Regions from separate parts of the Gossypium arboreum genome. Here region 2 is linked to region 1. The links are chromatin contacts, called in public Hi-C maps. All regions are on one chromosome and are shown on one strand. The core of a region is the stretch at or near the end of the contact, and the rest is flanking DNA. Distances in the headings are between cores, read along the strand shown. Region 1 holds the start of LOC108480933 (probable calcium-binding protein CML27). Region 2 holds the start of LOC108457077 (phosphoethanolamine N-methyltransferase 1-like).

Region 1 (2,890 bases), core at 391-2,890:
ATATCAATATATTGGTGTGTTTGAAAAGAAAAAAATTGAAATAAAAATAAATTTTATTCCTTCATTACTTTGGTAGAGTTAAAATTTTTTTTAAAATACAAAAATTTAAACTAATTTATTTTTCCGTCTAATTTTCTTTGTTTGTAATTTCAATTTGGAATGAATTATTTTACACTTTAATATAGAAATAATAATTTCTTTTATGTGTCCTTTTCACTTCTTACAAATTCCTACTTGTCTTCGCAAATGCTAAACATTATTTGTGTTCTATAAAAGTTGACACGAGTCTTTAACAATCTTTATTTCCAATCGAAGAAAATATCCTAAATTACGAAATTAGAAAAAAAATTAAGATCAGAACTAAATTTTATATTTTAAAAAATAAAAATATAATTTTTTATTTTAATAGTTTATATTTTATAATTTTTAAAAGTTTAAATTAAATTTTATTATTTTTAAGAAGTAAAATATAATTTTACTATTATTAATTTAAAATTTATAAATTATAATCGGTACCCAACAGCCAAATTATAAAATTGAAAAGAAATATGATGAAATTTGAATTGGTGACAAAATGTTCAAACATTTAGCGTACTGTTTGAATTAAAGATTTATCTGATTTGGTTACAGCCAGACTATTTCTCCTAAATCCAAGGGTTGGTGGTTGGTAGGGGCTAAATGTAAAAACAGCAAAATTGCAGGCAAAATGAAAATAAAAAGAAACCCACCCTGGGTAATTGTAAGCGTAATCAATTTTTTTATTTGATTCCATGAAGTTTAGAATAATTCAAGAAGACGGCAATTTCATATGTTATGAAGAAATTATTTATGAAGAAACAAAACACAAACAACACAGCCCTAAGGGTCTAAGCCTAAGCCTTACCTTTCTTTCAATCAATTAAAAATTTATGAATCCTACGCCTTAGATCCTTTGCCATTAGTCGCCAAGGAAGCACTCATCATCTTCTGGAACTCCTCGAAATTGACATTGCCATCACCGTCTGAATCTACGGACTTGATCATCCTAACACAATCATCAACCGAACACTTCATCCCTAGCTGATTCAGAACCAGGTGCAACTCGCTCGTCGAAATCAGGCCGTTCTTGTCCTGGTCGTACAAATCGAAGGCGTCGCGCAGCTCCAAGGCGGCGGTGACTTCATCGGATGAAGACCGGAAGAGAGAGGAGAACTCGGAGAGGTTGATGAAGCCGTCTTTGTCGGTGTCGATGTCTTCCAAGACACGTTTGAGTTCTTCCTCAGTGATGCTGGAGCCCATTGATTTCAACACATCGCGGAGCTCCGTCACCGAGATCTTGCCGTCCCTGTTGGCGTCGAACTGGTTGAAGACTTTTTGGAGTTCCTCCTGGTTGACGTTGGAGGATTTCTGGGTTGGAGTTGCCGACATGGTTGCTTTAACCTCAAAGAAAGGAAAATGGAGTAATTGTGGGAGCCGATTTGGAAGTCGAGGTGGGCTTTATAAGCCTGGAGGCAAAACAGAACAACAGTTAAATGCTACTCTAATAATCCTACTTTATCCCTTCCTCATACCACTTCACCCTTATTACAACTGCAAAATAAGTAAATTTGTGATGATACCCATTATTATTTGAAATTTGAAATTTGTTTCTGTAAACCCCCCCCCCCCCCCCATTTATTCAACTAAATTTCTTTTAACCCTATTCATTTTAGGGTAAAGTACATTAAATACTCACTCAATTTTGATTTTAATAACAAAATAGTTACTTAATTTTTAAAAATGATAAATCAGTCATAGTAATTATTTTCCTTTACAAACATGACGAAAAAGTGACTTGTTATTTAATTGGCCATGTTCGAGTCCTTGCTATCATTTAATCGGGCACGTTGGAGGTTTTGTTGTCATTTAAACAGCCTCATTTAAGAACTCTAGCTGGGCAGTAGAAGAAAAAGAAGAAGAAGAAGAAGAAGAGAAGAAATGGTTATATCGTCCAATCCCTCACTCTAAGAACCCAATCGTCACAGTCCAAGTTTTCATGTGTTCTCCTTTCATATCATCCAAAAAGCACTCATTTATTATCCAATCCTTCACTCTTTTTGAAATTTTTACCTTTTTCTTTTGAATTTTTTTCTTCTTCCCATGGTTTCCTCCACAATTCCGACTAATGTTCTTGTCTCTGCCCCTTCTTTTCTTTTTGATTGGAGAATATCCATAAGATTTTCGAAATTTTGTGGTCTCAAAATTAAACCCAGGTTGACATCGCTGACTCAGTCATCCAGATTGACAATCAGGATCCGAGTTGAGTCGGACGTGTAGTTTGTAAGGCTCAGAACACCGCTGTTGATGGTTAGTTTTGTTTGTTTTCAGTATAAATTAATTTGATTTTTCTGTTTTAATTGTTTTTCTTATGCTTTTCTTTTTTAGTTTGATTGGTTGCTTGGAAAGTGAAAGAAAGTGGGAGGAAATAGAAAGGATTATTGAGCATAAATGAAAAAGAAATTATTTTTTTAGTTCATGTCCAACTTATGTATAACGCGGCAAGTTAACTGACAACGTCAGCTAGTTAACTAACTACACCACCTATTTCGTTAGGCCTATAACAAAAAATGTTAATGGGTGACTGATTTGTTACTTTTCGATAATGTTAGTGACTGATTTGTTATTTTTTAAAAGCTGAGTGACTGAGTTGAAAGTTGAGTGCTTGTTTTGTTATTGAAATCAAAGTTGAGTAACTATTGGTGTAATTTATCCTTCCTTTTTTTATTATAATTTAGCCGAAAAAAATCATCTTCAAACTACATATTAATAATTAACTTGTCTATTTTTTTTTGTTAATATTTAATTTGTCTATGGATTTAACAATTTTGGTCCTATCTATAACAATGTCGTTTTTTTTCCATTAATGAAATTG
Region 2 (2,937 bases), core at 49-2,548, 270 kb after region 1:
TACATCAACAGCCAGTTTGAGAAAATCAAGTCCAATGATCCTTCTGTAAAAGCCAAATCAGGGGAAGTGACATCCGCACAGAGGAATTTGACGTTCTTATAATGCCCATTGATGGTTTCATTCTGCAATTAATGAAATCCAGTCAAGTCCCTTATTAATTAGCAAACTAAAAATTTTCTGTCAGGTTGAGTTTCAATGACCTTCTTTATAACATTCTCAATGAAGTCTAATGCTATAACATGACCAGCCTTCTTAGCTAAGTCACCAGTAAATCGACCAATGCCAGCTCCTAGTTCCAAAATGGTTTTCCCTTCATACGGTGGGAGTAAGGAGAGCACCTGCAAATATCAACAATGAAATTTAGGAATCTAAATAACAACTGAAGTTTAAAATTAAGTACAAAAGAACAGCAGCAACAATTAAAAGGCAATAATAAGCATAAATGCTCATTAAACTATGGTTTCATGATAACAACTGAAGATATTAATAGATAAACAATTTTTACTTAAATATGAAAGCCAAAAAGGAAATAAATTTAAAACTGTAAATATAGTTAAAAATGAACTTGTTAAATTAACTTAATGAAGAAAAAAATAAACAATGCAGAAAACAAAAAGGAAGGAAGAAAGGAAATATTACTTCGGGACGTTCTTCTTTGTCAATATCAGCGGCTTTGGAGTCGAGCATCATAGCCTCCACCGTAAGATCAACCGAGTGTTCAATCCAGTAATTCTTTTGAACTTTGCGTTCATCTCCTACAAATCCTATATATAATTTACAGAACAATCAAATTTTAAATTTTCTTCTTAAATATTAGTTAAAGGTCGATGAGAGATCCATGTGTGGGTTCGCAAATGTTGATTAAACAATGTCAATCCATTCCAATTGTCCTTTGGTTCTAAGTTGAAAAAAACAACGCAAGAAATGATCAATATGAAGGTGGAGATCTCACCGTTAGCCGCCATGGTTAACAGAGAAGATCTCTAGTGAGCTCTGAGAGGAATTGATTTTTTTTTAAGATATTTTTTTTATTTTTTAATGGGGAGTGAAAAGGGGAACTAAAATCCTTCGACAGCAAGCCGAGATCTGGAGAAAGACCTTGATCTACGGTTGTTAGTCCTTCCTCTCTGTTGCATCAGACACAGAGATGCAACCTAAGCCAAATTATTGATACTACTATTACTCTCACTCTCTCTCTCACACACAGCAATTGCCAATTTCTACTGCTTCTGGTGCGGGAAACTGAGAATGCTTCATCTCGCCTTTTATAGAGTAAGGGCTGGGGAAATGCTAGACCTGATTATAATTTGGGTCGGGTCGGATCAATGCATTATGTTAACAAATCTAAGGCCTGTTTAGGTAGACGACAAAACAAATCAAATCAAATCAATATCAGAAAATCGTAAAAATACTGATTTGTATAACCGAATCCAAATTTATTTACATTCAACTGTATTAATTTTGCTTAATATATATATATTACTAACACTGAATCCATTGCCACAAATGTAAACTGACTCAATCAATTTTTTCTTAAAAAACTTATTATCTCCATAGTGTTCAAAATTTTATTAATATCATTTTTTTGTTAAAAAAGCTTAAGCTCCTAATATCTCGTTTTAAGATTTAAATTTTATAGTTTTTTTAAGTGGTATAAATATTATAAAAATATATGTAAGATATTTTGTCAATCACAAAATAAAATTAAACTATTACTTTACAATCATATTAAGAATTGGCATAGTTAACAAATTAAATTAAACTCATGATAGTTGCACATAGTGGAACTTCGAGATTCATGCATATAATTGCAAATGATTAGTCTCAAACTAGAATAATCAAAGCTCAAGGGCTTCGCCTTTGCCAATTGAACCAAGACTTCATTAGCTAAAGCCTATAATTAGTTTAGAGATGGTATAAAAGAATTTATTATGCTTAAAAAGCTCATTTTACTTTTAATTTGGGTTAAAATGTGCTCTTAGTACTTAAATTTGTATAAAATTGAGATTTTAGTTTAAAAGTTAAAATTTTAATTTTTTTATTTTCAATTTAAAAATTCTAATCTAATTATTATTGTTGTTGGTAGTTTCATCAAAATTTTTAATTTAACATGTTTATTTTTTCAATCATATGATACATTACATGAATACAATGTGATTAAAATTTTATTTTTCTAACTCAATCAAATTCTCTCAAATACCAAATAAATTTTAACTCCACAAATGGTCAAAGTGTGACGACAAATCAAGCAGTAAAATAGCTTAATAGTGTCATCTGTCCAAAATTTCATTCGATAAGGGTAGAGTTTGGATGAAAATATTAGTTTCAAACTATGTGTTTAAACAATATATATATACACAAACACGTTTGAATAACTTTAATTTTGCATAGTTTTACACCCGTATTGATGAATCTCTTTCTAAATTTTCATATATTTATGTACTACATGAAATTAATTTATAATAATATATGACGATATTGTACTGTAAATATTAAAAAATATATGTTAAGCTTTTATATTTAATATTTTTGATAAAAATTATATTAAATATTAAATATTAAATATTAAATTAAAATATTATATTTTTATAAAAATTAAAATATATAAATATATTTAAAACGAATTTGTATTAATTATTTACAAATTTATGCTATTTAAACAAAATTTTAAGCTTATAAATTAGACCAACATAAATATACCTATATAAATAAAGTTTGTTTTAAATAAATAAAAGAGATTGTATTTTTAATAAATTGTTGTGTTATAAATTTAAATTAAAAACATAGAAAAAGATTTATTTCTCTTAGTAATATTAAAATAGGGGATAATCAATTAAAAAGAATTATTGTGCTGAATGCTGAGTCTACTTTAAATATGCACCACAATTTTTATTTTGAGTTTAAATTTTAAATATAATCCTCTCAAATATCACATGA

The links. A called contact is a pair of places that touch in the nucleus more often than the background predicts.
Region 2: a contact with region 1 is called in a Hi-C map of leaf, with 3 times the contacts expected there. The contact joins the promoter of LOC108457077 here to the promoter of LOC108480933 in region 1. A contact is called at or near these places in 2 of 5 Hi-C or Micro-C datasets (both in leaf).

Annotation. Positions count from the first base shown.
Region 1 is chr3:67,382,205-67,385,094 of ASM2569848v2, forward strand. LOC108480933 (probable calcium-binding protein CML27) reads right to left here and starts at 1,641. Exons shown (of 1, transcript XM_017784084.2): 1 at 738-1,641. The coding sequence starts at 1,407. The coding sequence ends at 916.
Region 2 is chr3:67,648,811-67,651,747 of ASM2569848v2, forward strand. LOC108457077 (phosphoethanolamine N-methyltransferase 1-like) reads right to left here and starts at 1,299. Exons shown (of 12, transcript XM_017755899.2): 1 at 953-1,299; 2 at 640-764; 3 at 201-338; 4 at 1-122. The coding sequence starts at 965.